3 separate regions of the Mus musculus genome follow, and all the other regions are linked to region 2. A link is a contact called in public Hi-C and HiCAR-type data. All regions are on one chromosome and are shown on one strand. Each heading gives the region's core, a stretch centred on a gene start, on an enhancer-like site or on the middle of the called end of the contact. The rest is flanking DNA. Distances are from core to core; before and after follow the strand shown. Region 1 holds the start of Gap43 (growth associated protein 43). Region 2 holds the start of Ccdc191 (coiled-coil domain containing 191). Region 3 holds the start of Btla (B and T lymphocyte associated).

The links. Hi-C and Micro-C count contacts between places; a contact is called where the count stands out from the background. HiCAR-type assays count read pairs that join an accessible place to other places.
Region 1: a contact with region 2 is called in a HiCAR-type map of astrocytes, with 4 times the contacts expected there. The contact joins the promoter of Gap43 here to the promoter of Ccdc191 in region 2. A contact is called at or near these places in 1 of 39 promoter capture datasets (cranial neural crest) and 2 of 115 datasets of contacts at active chromatin or transcription factors (astrocytes and embryonic forebrain).
Region 3: a Hi-C map of B cells shows a contact between it and region 2, with 6 read pairs. The contact joins the promoter of Btla here to the promoter of Ccdc191 in region 2.

The regions. Positions count from the first base shown.
Region 1 is chr16:42,337,758-42,342,413 of GRCm38.p6, forward strand. It overlaps Gap43 (growth associated protein 43), which reads right to left and starts at 2,894. Exons shown (of 3, transcript NM_008083.2): 1 at 2,716-2,894. The coding sequence starts at 2,745.
Region 2 is chr16:43,888,022-43,892,344 of GRCm38.p6, forward strand. It overlaps Ccdc191 (coiled-coil domain containing 191), which reads left to right and starts at 1,881. Exons shown (of 16, transcript NM_027801.1): 1 at 1,881-2,017. The coding sequence starts at 1,970. It overlaps Qtrt2 (queuine tRNA-ribosyltransferase accessory subunit 2), which reads right to left and starts at 1,655. Exons shown (of 9, transcript NM_001356329.1): 1 at 1,546-1,655.
Region 3 is chr16:45,222,473-45,227,364 of GRCm38.p6, forward strand. It overlaps Btla (B and T lymphocyte associated), which reads left to right and starts at 1,865. Exons shown (of 6, transcript NM_001037719.2): 1 at 1,865-1,989. The coding sequence starts at 1,881.

The DNA of each region.
Region 1 (4,656 bases), core at 1,644-4,143, 1.5 Mb before region 2:
AGATCATTTAAGTGTTCTTCACACCCACTGGCAATGTATTACAACTTGGAAATATCTGAGACTGCTTGCTTTTGCTGCTCAAGTGGAAGGGGAAGGAAGTGCAAGCCCTCCAGTCCCCCTCCCACATCCCTGCTGGATTTCATGGGTGTGGCAGAGTTAGACCTTTGCAGGTTCCTGCCCTCATTTTAGTCCCTGTTAAAAAAGCTGGAGTGATAAACACCTTCCAGGAGAAGGAACGAAACCCTTGGATTCTGACTGGAATGATAGAGGGTCATTTCACAAGAAGGAAGCCAGCACGAGACTTAAGTATCCATACTATATGAATACCAGTCAATGTAATATGAGCCCACGCCCTGAAGACACCATTTCCTTCTGTCTGGTTTAATAATACCTTAAATACTGACATATGCAAATGACAAGTAATGTTGCTACATGGAGGCACATAACCATTTCATACCTAAGAACCTATTCATAAAACATGTGCGTAGAAAGAACCGTTGCTAGACATTCCATTTCCTCCTTCACATCAGTGATGCTAAAGCACAGGGAGGCATGTGAAATCCATACAGAGCACATGCGTAATGGTTGCATTGGAAGTATGTGCATGCTGTACACATTTACATGCAAATTCCTACAAGTCCCTAAACACGTAATTTCATCTTCATCACTTTGCACATCAGAGTGTGTGCTCCGGGCTGTCAGTGAGAGGAAGCTAGTGGAAGCAGCTGTCCTCATTCTTTTGGGAGGGAATTCCGTTAGCCCCAATTCCCTGTCTATAAACCATGCTTGGTTCCCTTTACTGAAGGATATGTGTGGATACTCCCATGCACAAAAATAGGGTGGGAACAAGCTGTCAGCCAGCCACACTTTTCTTTCCAAAATCCAAGCCTTTAAAACGAATAGCATTGGTTTCCTTAAGGCTCCACCTTCCTAAATTGTATTTTACCAGCTGGCCAGTGCAGTCATCTTGCAACCTTTTTCTGAGGGTGTGCTTAACCCCCTGGCACCTGTATCTGTTACATTCATATATCAAAATGAAGGAAGACATGGGAATAAATGTTTACAAATGTTCCAATGGAAGTATCAGTTTCTGGAACCAAGAGCAGTTAGAGAAATACAGGCAGCAACACCCCCCCTGCCCCGCCTTGCCAGACTTTTCTCCATTCACCCCTTCACAGCCAAGGATCTGCATTTATTTATTTGCTTGTTTGTTTATTGTAGGCTTGCTTCTCCTCTAACTACTTTGGCATTTGGCTTTTACCTCTTTTTCTAGTCCTTCCTCTTCCCCACCCCCCACCCCTCCTTCCAGGGCGCTGGCTGCATGTGGCCAGGCTGAAGGGCTGTTTCCTCTGTACCCTCCCCCATCCCCTTTGGATTCAGAAAGTGTCTAACAAATTGTCCAATTTCCAATACCTGCACAAGAATAATGCCAAATACCCCTGTCTTGCACCCCGCCCTTACAGCAATCAGTTTGCAGAGGGGGTCTACAACCACGACTGCCATCCCACCCCACCCCGCCATGGGCACACTCACACACAGGCACACACACTCATTCCAACCCCACACCCATTTTTTTCTTTCTTAACCTTCTCTAAAAATCACTCAAACATGCTCCTAGGGGTGTTTGAAGGCTACATTTGGAGAGCGTTCCTGTGCTGTGGATGACTGCAGGATCCCAAGCACCCTCACCTCAATTAAGTTTCTAAAACGTCTTTCACGAAATAAGTGAGCAATTTGAAATAAAATGGAAAAAAATAATCTAGGCGGTGGGGGAGGGGAGGTGGGGGATTGGGATTCTAGCTCCTCTTGGACAGTCCCTCATCCTGAGGACCACGAGTCACCCTCCTCCAGGATATTAACACACCTCAGGTCACTGCTAATGCCAGCAAAGACTCACAGGAAGAGGGGAAAGAGAAAAGCCCCGGTTTCCAACAGGTAATACGGGCTCGGCTCCCCTTTCCCATCCCATCTCAGCTCAAAGCTCCTAGGGGCGTGGTCCATCCTCTTCCCGGACCAGCTGGCACACAATCCGTTCCTGATCTCAGGAAGGGGGTTTTCCCCCTCGGCATAGGCAGTTCTCCCCCAACCCTTGTTGTCTTTAGGCTCTCTTTAAAAAATAAAAAATCTCCTAAATCAGTTTCATTCATTCGTTAAATAAATAAATAAAACCTTCACATGTTTTCCCACATACACCTGCGCCCCTTTGAAGCTCACGCGAGCACGAAATCAGGTATCTTCCGCGGCACATGTGAGAAAATTTGAATCACGGAACAGGCAATGTTGAAATGTGACTATAATTCCCCCAGACCTAATTTTCCACAAATAATATCAAGATTAGCTTTTTTGATCTCGTAGATAGAGCCCACATCGTCCCCACACCCCTTTCTGCATCCACACCCTCAAAACCAGAGACCTAGCGGCTGAGCACTTACTAATAGGCGAGGGGAATCATATTTCTAGCCAAGCCGGCATATTTCTCTCCCCTTACCCTAATTAGTAGCAGCATTCCAAAAACCAGATCATGAAAGGCAGAAAAGAATAACGCCGGGATGCAAGCATCAGTTACCGTATGCTAAGGAAGCCAGAGCATCATGCCAGGGCAGAAGCAGTTTTTTTTTAAAAAAAAAAATTTTTTTTTCTGCCTTTCACGAGGAAACCCTGTACTCTGATAATTTCACAACAGCAAAGAAGTAAAAAAGAAATCTTTAGCTCTACCTGTTTGGTTCTTCTCATACAGCACAGCATGGTGGTATCTTCCCCTGCCTTCTTCCTGCCTTCTCTCCTTTCCTCCTCTCTTCCTTATTCCCCCCCTCTCCACCTCTTTTCTGCTCGCTTGCTCACTCGCTCTCTCGCGCTAGCGCGCTCTCCCTCCCTCCCTCCCTCTCCCTCCCTCTCCCTCTCTCTCTCTCTCTCCCTCACACACACCAGGGCAGTTAGCAGCAACTGTAAGGTCCACAGCTATTGCTCACCGCACACGCACATTCTCTCTCTCTCTCTCTCTCTCTCTCTCTCTCTCTCTCTCTCTCTCTCTCTCTCTCTCTCTCTCTCTCTCTCTCCCTCTCTCCCCCTCTCTCTCCCTCTCGTCCCTTCCTCCTCTTTCCTTCCTCTCTCCTTTTCCTTCCTTCCTTCTCCTCTTTCCTCCACTCCCCACCCAATCTTTTTCTTCCTTCTCCCTGGGTCCCTTTCTCAGAATTGTTTGCTAGCTTCCAGTGACTAATCACTTCCCGTAGCCCCTACCCCCATTTCTAGACAGTCACCCCCTCCCAGTCCCCTGCCAGCCTCATGAATATTTAAACACCTCCAATCTGGACCCAATTACCCACTGACTTTCCGCACTGCATTGGGAGGGCTATGGGGTGGGGGTAGAAAGGATATTCCAGAGAGTTGGAGAGATTGGATGGAACATGTTTTAGGGAAGTGGGGCCCGAGGAATGCTCCTGTTTCTTTTCTAACTCTCCTCTTTCCCAGTACCACAAGAAGGAAAATGCAAAGAGGACCTAGAGGTGCACATAAGTTACAGCTGCCATTAGATTTTACGCGCAGTTGATAATCATGGAGGTTCAGTTTTCTCAACACTAACTGATTTTATTTATATAACCTAACTGCACACATATGATACTCTTAGCTATGCACAAATATATCACCTACAAATGTGTCAGTACGCTACACACACACACACACACACACACAGCAGTCAAGCATTCTGAGCACTTGAATGTGGAATAAACTATGGTCTAGGAATTAGACTCCATATCTAAAACTACATAGTGGGTTATTTGCTTATGCACACAAGCTTCTTTGACAGTTGTGATTCTTTCTAATTAGCTTAGTGTCTGTGAATGACAGATTTCTGTAACACTAACATTTAATGTCTTACATTCTGAGAGCAATGGACACAGGTAAACTCTGTCTTGAGGAAAGATGCATACCATGAAGTCCACCTCAGTTCCTTCTAGTGCCTCTGCTATTCTGGGGGGAGGGGGGCGATATGACTTGTAAATCTGTATTGTGCAAAGTTTAGACATTTGGTATTGTGTGGCCTTGGAGAGCCCTTTACATCTATAAAGTGGCTATAATAATGTCAGTCATGCCAACACATTTTAGGACGGGAGGCAATGTGCACAGGACACTCTGGAGCCACTCTTGACATAGGTAGTTTTACAGACAACTTTTCTGAAATGTTGGTAACATTTCTAAGTGACTACGTCAAAGAACTTTCCAGATGATTTCTTATTGTTCATTACTGATGACAAGTATCTAATTAAATAGCTCATGTTGTTCTTTATCCCTCCTAGACATGAACTTTTTTTAACAGACAACGGGCAGACAACGTGCTATCATGTTTATTTTGGAACTGCTGAGAGCCTACTTAATAGATTAAGGGGCACGCCTTTTAAAAGATGGCCAGAGTCAGTGATGGTGATACTAGGGATGATGGTTAGAAATTAACACTAGGGCGTCTCTCTGAGAGTGACCCAATTTACAACGCGAAGCCATTTGTTGCCCCCCCCCCTCCTTGTGTTCCTTGGTTTTCATACTTTATGATTTTCTTTAAAAAAAATACCTACATTCTGGGTTTAATAGTCTCTTAACTTTGCAATAATCCCTGTCAGAGCTGAGTCTTCAAAACCAGCTTCCATGGACATAAGTGACAGA
Region 2 (4,323 bases), core at 631-3,130:
ATTGAAAGGCCTAACAATCATAGTAGTTACATTTATTGGGTACTTACCATGCTTGATACATTAACTACATTAACCCTCAAAACAAATACAACACAGACCCTACTCACCTTTATTTTATAAACTAGTCAAGTGAAGCTAATAAAGTCGCTGTGGGGTGTGAGTAAGAATGGCCCCCACAGGCTCATATATTTGAATGCTTAGTCACCAGGGAGTTGTACTATTTGAAAGGATTAGAAGGATAAGAGTTATGGACTTGTTGGAGGAAATGTGTCACTGGCTTTTAGGTTTCAAAAGTACATGCCAATTCTCTTTGTTCCTATGGATGAGAATGCAGTTCTCAGCTACTGCTCAGGCGTCTGCCTGCATGCCAACATGCTTCCTGCTGTGATGATAATGGACTAAACCTCTAAAACTGTAAGCAAGCCCTCAATCAAACGTTTTCTTTTATAACAGTTGCTTTGGTCATGGTGTCTCTTCACAGCAACAGAACAGTGACTAAGACAGTTACCAGTAGTAACTGGCAGAGTTGTTACTGGAATTATAGATGTATTAGTTTTAGAGGCTATAATATAGGCTAGTGGCTTAAAAGAAACTGAAATTTGTCAAATACAATGTTTCCATATTAACTGTGATAGTTCCCATTTTGCTACAGTGTAATTGTTCTTTTCCCATCTTGCCCCTCTACCTCTAAGCCATCTTCTCCAAATTGACAGCCTTTCTCCAGACTCATCCAAACATTTAAACACACTTGTTCTCCAAAAATGGACACACACTGTATTATATGCACTTCTCTGAACTCTGCTTTTCATTCAGGAAAAAATAGGCACACCTTCCAAAAAATCGCCATGAAACTAACTCTTCCAAAAGAACTAACTACCATTGAGACAGCGGAAAGTCTGAACGTAACACAGCCCATTCAACAATGTTCTTACTGGTTCACACTCAAGTTAGAGGGCAGGTGCTAGGTCTATGGGGCACAGCTTTCCTTATCATATTTCCACCAGTTTATAGTTTGGTTTAGATTCCCTGGCAGAATGTTTTACACACGTTGCTTTTTCAATCATTACAATACTCCCAGGGTTTAGGTACAATCCCATTTTGCCAGTAAGTAAGCTGAATTGCCAACAAGTGGCCGGGTCCAAAGCTCCAGTTCTGAATTTCTGCCCTGCCTTGAAAGCACACACGCCTTCAGTGGGCTGTTCATGACAACATCCAGGCATGGCTATTTAGATTCAATTTTCCCTTAGTTCCATTAGCCATCCCAGGAGCCCTAGACTTTCCTATTCGTATAGCTTCCCAAGTAACTGCTAAACTCAGAAAAACTTGCAGCTGAGAAGCTCATTCTCTGGCAGAGGCCAGGAGAACGGAGGTCCTTTTCTTTCTGAACTGTAACTGGCAATCACACTGGGAGACTCGGAGCTGGCAAAAGCCTAGACCAACAAGAAACCAAGTAATGACGAGGTGGGAACAAGACTGCAACGCAATAAAAAAAAAAAAAAAGTGGGCGCTATTCACCCTCCCTCAACAAGGAAAAGGAACACTCACCGGTTGATAACACAACTCCGCACCCTCAGGACCCTTAAACTCTTCGCAAGAGATAACACGTGTTCCGACTCGTAGAACCCTTGGCCCACTAAACCACGGTCTCCGCCGCAGAGCCAATCCGGAATTTCTGCGTCATCACCAAGCGCCAGAATTACGCAAAGGCCCTGCTAAAGAAGCCCAGTGACCTCCGCCGATGCCATAGTAACAGCGTGAAAGCAAGCTTCCCGCGCAACGCCTCCTGGGAGTAGTAGTTCCGGAATGTCTGACCCCTGTCTAGCTGCTAGGTGGCAGAACTACAACTCCCAGAACCACCTGAAAGCAGTCTGGGAGGAGGCGCAGTTGTCTCTGTTGTGGCCGAAGTCTAGGCCCGAGAGTGCAAAACGTGCTGCTGGCGCCCCAGGGAGGGTCCGCCTCAAAGAAGAAGATGGAGCTGAGTCGCTGGAAACGGTTATCAAGGAAGCTGAATCTCAAGGTGATCCCAGTCGGGAGCTTTGAGGAACATGGGCCGGCCCTAGGCGCCACACAGTCCTGAAGCCAGCCGCTTCCCGCCCTGCGCTTCCTCACTCTTCCCCCGGGGGCATCCTTACCTGGCCTTGGCTACCCTAGAGCCTGCACAGCCCTAGGTAGCGTGATTTAAGGAGCCAAAGGGTCTGTGTACTCACTACTGTGATGGGCTGCATCCTGTAAGGATTATTTCTATCTATGGAGAGGTCTCCTAGTGTCCATCATGGTGAGGGGAATTTGCCCCTAATCCTTACTCTGCCACCAATTTTAGGAAACTTTCCGCACATTTTCTTCTGCCCCCTTCAAATCTGAGTTAAGGGGTCTTTAAAAGGAAAAAAAAAATCATCACACGAAATTCTCTGACGTTATCCCTTATATCTTTCCCTTTCCAGTTTTACACAAGGTATCTAAAATGAACCCAGAAGTCCAGATGGTTGTATCTCAATACTTTATCCATATGGTTATCTCTAAATTTCACGAGCATTCAAAGTTAGAGCCTCCCTGTATCTCTTACCTCTTCTGTGTATTAGCACCTAAAGGCATCAGGAGGTTGAGGAAGAATTGGGGTGGGGGTGGGGGGTAATTAAAAATAAAAGAGACACCATTTAAAACTTGGAACATTACAAAAGTCACAGCCATGCAAAGTCACAGCCACACCAAGTGTGCCTTCCAGAATACCTCTTAACAGTCACAAAAATAGATGCTTTAAATGTAAAGGAGAGTATTGAAATGGAGGGGCTTCAGCTTTCAGCAGCAGAGCAGTTTCACCAGCTGCTCTTACCTTTCAGTTTTACTTTCCTGTAAAAAGAAAAAAAAATCCTCTTAGACGAGTGGCTTTTGTGGGGGCCCCAGGTAATCATTCTTGTGGGTTATCCTAAATATAGCAGCTGTGTGCACAGGGCACATTCCGCTTAGTGAAAACCATGCTCCAGATACCAGAGGGCACAGGCCAGAGCATTAGTGAGTGGAAACTGAGGTTGCTCCATTGCATAATAGATGGGGCCCGAAATAGCATATGAATATAGATTTGATGATGCAAGGCAAAAAAAAAAAAAAAAAAAAAATTGGGACAACTTAGAACTACAAAAAGAGGGATTTTTCCCCCCTGATAGTGCTCATTATTACTGTCTAGAGGATAAAGTAAAATCCATGAGCGCCTTGAAATTCAACTGTGTTTGAATAAGATCAGCTCTTTCTTTGTTGCCATGACAGTTATTTAGACAGAACAGCTGCATTAATTGTGTGTAAGGTGAGATGAAGGTGAAGTGTTAGGTAAGTGAGGGAGGATATTATACCCTTTACAGCAACTTTCTTGTGCCAGTTGATTGGTTTCTTGTCCCGTTGTTTTAAAAAAAAAAAAAAACAAACCCCGAATATTTTTGCAAAGCAAATCCCCTTGCTTACTCAGTGGCTGTTAGAGTTCTGTGAGCTTCTGGATGTCAGAGAACAGAGGAGGCTCCCTGTGGTCTCCATTTCTCAGTTCAGGTTAATAGCTGACTGATCTGGGTAGAGATTAATTTGTTTCGTTCGTTTTAGGCTTGGTACAACAGTACAAGTTGAGTAGTTTTGTTCCACACCCCCCACTCCTGTTTTATCAGACATCTCAGGTGTAGGAAGGACTGGAAGGCATCTGGCTACTTCTACAAACAGGAAAAGAAAGGACCATAACAGTCGTTAAGCAGAAAATGGCAGAAAGAGGTGAACTAAACAGTGTTTGTATGGGTTTCATGAGAAGTAATGTTTCTATACCCGAATATAGAATACATACTTCTATACGTTGACTCTTAGCCCTGGAGAACTAAGACATAAAAAAAAAAATGCTGATGCCTAGACTACAGACCTAGTACATTACAATCTCAAGGTAGCCAGGAGTGATAAGGATGTCACAGACAAGGCCTCCTGTTTCTTCTCCTGTGGTTTAATGCGCGTTCCCTGCTAGTCAGTGCTGAACTTGCCAGTGAAAAGTTGGGAGGAAAGGATGAAGGCTACCTTTCCATATGCTTTAGTGAGAAGACAGCTTAAAGACAGTAGTGTTGCTGAAGCTATTGCTATGCATTAATAGTTTGTATCTATTTCCTACAGTCTTCATTTGAGCCTGATAATGTGGGGCACTGGATTAAGGTAAGGCATTTCAAAATCAAACAGGAAGCATAAGGCTCAGGTGTCATGATAGATCTCCAGTGTGCATACAGGTGACTGTTGCTATTCCTGTACGATTTTGTATGTCACCTCAATTTTAGATTTTCTAACATCTTTCATTATTCTGTTGCTTTT
Region 3 (4,892 bases), core at 615-3,114, 1.3 Mb after region 2:
TCAGAATGGACATCATTTCAAATTCGTGAGAAGTTTTATAAGATTGCTCCAAATGTTATCTACTTCGTATGAATTCCTTTGTATGAAAAGAAAATCATGAGGCTGGGTAGATGGCTCTGTCAGTAAAGCTCCTTCCGTGCAAGCCTGAGGACCTGTGTTCAGATCCGCTGCAGCCACATAAAAGGCCAGTTATGGTCGTACATTGGGGTGAATGACAGGCGACTCCTGGAGCTCATTGCCAGTTACTCTAGCGAAATGGATGAGCTCCTGGTTCAGTGAGAGACTCTGTCCTAAAAAAAAAAAAATAAAAGTAAGGGGCAGAATCATTGAGAAAGATGTCTGACCCCTGCATATATCCAGCAGAAAGCACACAGCATGTTCATACACCTACATAAACATTTACATACACCCACACACACCGAAAGAAGGAAGAAGAGGAGGAGGAAGAGGAGGGGGAGGGGGAGGAGGAGAGAGAACAAGAACCACTAGAGAACTATGATGGTCTGGAGTTGACAGAGTTTATTTGTGGTTTGGATGATATCTCGAGCTTTAGGATGGGTGGTGATTCAAGGCTTTTCTTCGAAACCTCTTAGGCTATTTTAGAGGTACATTGAGCCTTGTTTCTACTGCCAACAGGAGTTTTGCACCCCATTCTGAGCAAGGAAGGGGGATGAGTTGTATAAAATGAACCATAAGCAGGGTGCTTCCTTGGTCAACAGTGCAGATTCTAGGAGCTCTGCAGACTACCTGTATCATCTGGCGTACCAGGGGTGCGTGAGCATCAGCATGGATTGGCTGAGTTCCTTAAATTCTGGAGCGGCGTTCACTCATGTTGGTATTCCAGCCACTGTGGCTTATCTGGACAAATATGCAATAGGTACCCTAAATGGAGTTTGGCCTTGGAAGGGTACCATTAGCCTCTGAGGGAAAGATTTCTCAATTTCATTCAATGAGTTAAACTGCACAGGTGCCACCTCTCCATTTGGAATTACCAAATTCCTGTTGTTATAAGCTAGTGATTGAACGTGGGCTGCGTGCCCACAGCCCCTCAGCAACCCTGAGCTATCCAATTTTGAACTTTTTCCATTTCTTACTTTACTGCTTCATCTCGACAACAACCACATAAAGCATGCGGAAAATGAAAGTTTCCTCTAATTGGCACTCAAGTGCTCATTTTGCTTAGAACTTTAATATTTAGGAAGATCGTGTAGCTAGTACTAACGGCAAGCATGTATTCCGTTGATAGGCATCTACAGACTGAAGAAGGAGGCCCTTCCCTCTTCTGTTGATGAAATGCACCCTGTCAGTCATTTTCTCCATAACGTCAGATAAGTCTTCATTGGTTTCATGACAAGGAACATTCTCATCTTACTGTGCCTTTATGGGAGCATGGGGGGAGGGTTGTAAGATACATTACACTGATGAAGTATCATAATCACAAACTATAAAAAGGGGAAATATATGCTTACCATAGGTACTTTTTGTATGAATTTCCTGACCCTGATTTGATCAGAATCTAAACCTAAAGACTGTAACAATTTAGATCTTTTTTTTTTTAAGTTTAATTGTTCACTTTGAGAAAAACCTCAAGGTTATGCAAGAATGGTGGCAGAGCGGAAGCAAGGAGCCAGCTGCTTTGCACATCAGAGGGCTTGAAAGAGAACAGCAGGTCGGATCAGAAACAAAACCACAGCAGGGCCTCTTGCTCTCACAAATCCTTCGGACTACTCACACTGTCCTCTCCCACCAGGTCTCCTGATTTGATTTAAATTAATTAATTTATTTTGGCCTAAGATGCTGCTAGTGTGAATAACGTGACCCAGCTCTGAAGATCTCTAGGGAGGAAGAGGAAGTTTGCCCTTACCTGACACGTGCTGGGAATGAAGACAGTGCCTGCCATGCTTGGGACTCCTCGGTTATTTAGGGAATTCTTCATCCTCCATCTGGGCCTCTGGAGCATCCTTTGTGAGAAAGCTACTAAGAGGAATGGTAAGGGACCTACTAAGAAAGCTGGTTTTCTTCCTCGGGGTTCCTGTCAGTGATAGTTGAGCTTGCTCTGTGGAGAGGGATGTTCATGTCCAGGGCATATATAGCTCAGAGTGATGAGTCCCTTTTGCTTCTTGAAAACGCTCCAGGATGTGAGTGAAGTTAGGACATGCTACTCACCTGGCTACAGAGCAAAAACTGATCCATAGCTGGAGCTAAGTTTCCTAAAACCAGGTCCTGATGGTAAGTGAAGAGATTTGAGCAGATGTTATAAATGTGTCAGTACAGATTTGTCACTATTACAAAACTCTCTGTGGCTGCCATGCTAACAGAAAAGACTTGTTACGTTCATGTCTTGGTATCAGATGTCAGCAGGATGTTGTAGTGCTTACTGGGGTGGGAAAGCTTTTGGATACTTGTGGTTATAGCTGTGGCCATGGTTACACTCAAATAATGTTCAATCTAAATAGACTGCCTCCTTCTTTCTGTGGGGTATACTATGAGAATACTGTGGGGTGTACTATGAGAGTACTAAGCAGGCTTCTCGATGTGAGGCTGAAGAGTAAATCATGAGTGTCGCTTTAGTTTGTCTGGACAGGATGATTTGTGAATGGTCGCCAACTGAAAATAGGAAACAATTCTCCATAGTTTATGAAGACAAGGTCTGTAATGCTTGGGATCCTTGGGTTATTTATCTTCCACCATCACACGTGTAGCAACTGGGCACATTCGTGTTGGATTGAAAAATAGAACCACTGAGGTCCTGTGGAATGTCATCTTGAAATCTGGAACTGTGAGGTTTAGGATTCAATGATCTGATGTCACAAGACCACCTAGCCAAGAGCAGAGTAGAACTTCTTCTTAGTCATTCAAGCCCTTGTTTATTATTACCCACCTCTGAAAGACAAGAGGAGTCAAATATTAATTCTATTTAATTCTAAGGGACCTCTTGCAGACTGGACTCTGTGAAACAAAGGAAATATTTTTAATTTTATAGCACAATTGGGGTTGTAATTCGCATTATATTCTTCTACCCAGTATGTTATAATCTGGTATTTATTACGCACAGAAACTTGGTTATCAGGTGGGAGTATTTATTCCCTCTGCTACTTACATTATGAACTCAGTTAAGTTTCTTCTCCTTTCTTAGTTTTCCTTTCTTCATTAAAAAATATATAATTATACCTAGCAGTTGGCCTTTTCTTATACCTATAGTGCCTAGCTATGGTAAGTAGATGCAATTAAAGCTTGATAAATGTTAATGGTGACCTTTGCCAATAGTTTTTTCCTTCAGTACCTTTGATAAAATCCAATTAAATGAGAACTTAGGTTTAACATTAAAACCTTAAGTAGATCTAGTTTTAAAAATCGCCAAATGCTATAGATATTTAGTTATGAAGTAAGATTATAATGCAGGCATACATTGTAGAATGTTTAAATCAATTGAGCTAACTTGCCTATGACCTTACATACTTATCATTTTAAATTTACCAGATCTTAATTTTAAAATAATTAGCTGTAGTCACTGTGTTTTGACTAGAACATTTTACTTATGTCTAGCTCTGACTTCATGCTTTGTTATTAATGTCTCACTAATACTTGCTTCAAATAATTAATATTTTGTTTGAAATTTTTATCCCCAAACATAATAAATCAATATATAGAGAAAATGAAATGGAAAGATTTAGATAAGCACAGGCCAGGTGCCTTATTCAGCAGTTTTTATGGTGGATTACAATGTTGCTCATATTAAATTACTAACATAGACTGGGTGTTGATAGGATGGCTCAGTGGGTAGAGGTGCTTGCTGCCAAATCTGATAAATTGTGTTCAATCCCTAGGACCCACATGGTAGAGGGAGAAAACTTAACCTGGAATCTTGAAAGTTATTAATATTCTCTCTAATCCCTATTCATGTGTTATCCCCCCAAACACACACACACACACTCCAGTGCACATGCACACACACATGTGCATATACACATTAAATAAATGTAATAAAATATATTTTAAAAGAATATAGGTCGAGAAAGGAGCATTTGGTGAGTTTTGGAAGGGTGGTTCAGTGATAGAGCACTTACGTAACATAATGAGGGCTTAGACTATTCTCAGCACCCTGCTGTCCCCTCCCTTCAAAAGAAGAATGTAAAAAGTAATCTTTTGTAAAAATTTATTCTTCTGGACAAAACCGATAGTGGATACATTCCTTAAAATTATACTAATGACATAAATAGCCTTTATAGTCTGAAGAAGTCCTATGACTTTCAGTAACTATGGAATTCTTTACAACACTATATTTTCAACTTATTTAAGGATGGTTTAACAATATTTCCCACCGTTATAGTAATATGAAATTCTAAGGAGGTGGGTTTTTGTGTTTCTCAAGAGTGGGGAAATACAGAGAAAAACTCCCCTAGTTTCAAGACCATCATTTCTCTCCTGATTGAAGTAGAGTAGAAATCACTGCTCCTCAGGACGCCTGAAAGATGAAAATCAAGTTGAGCTGGTAGGTCTCGTTAACATTTTTTGCCTTTTCCCTAATTGCCATGTTCATCTAATGAACAACCTGGAGTTCACATCCATCACAAATAGTCCACAGTTCCCAAGTCATCAGTAGGAGAAACCGAGGTGTTCAGCTCTGAGCTGGATGGGAGTGGCTCACTTCATTTTCATTTGTGATACTAGAAAAGGAAAGTGGACACTGGGGAACAATGGGTGGATTTTTAACCACAGAGACAGAGTCAACTATATCTGGGGCTTGAGATCCAGTGTCAAGTCTGCCATCTCTGTAGCAGACTGTATTGGGGATGTGAGAAAATCAGTTGAAGGGAAGTGAAAGTGGACTTCCCTGCACCTTTCTTTCTCTTTTTCTTTTTTCTTTCTTTTTTTTCCCTTATTAGATATTT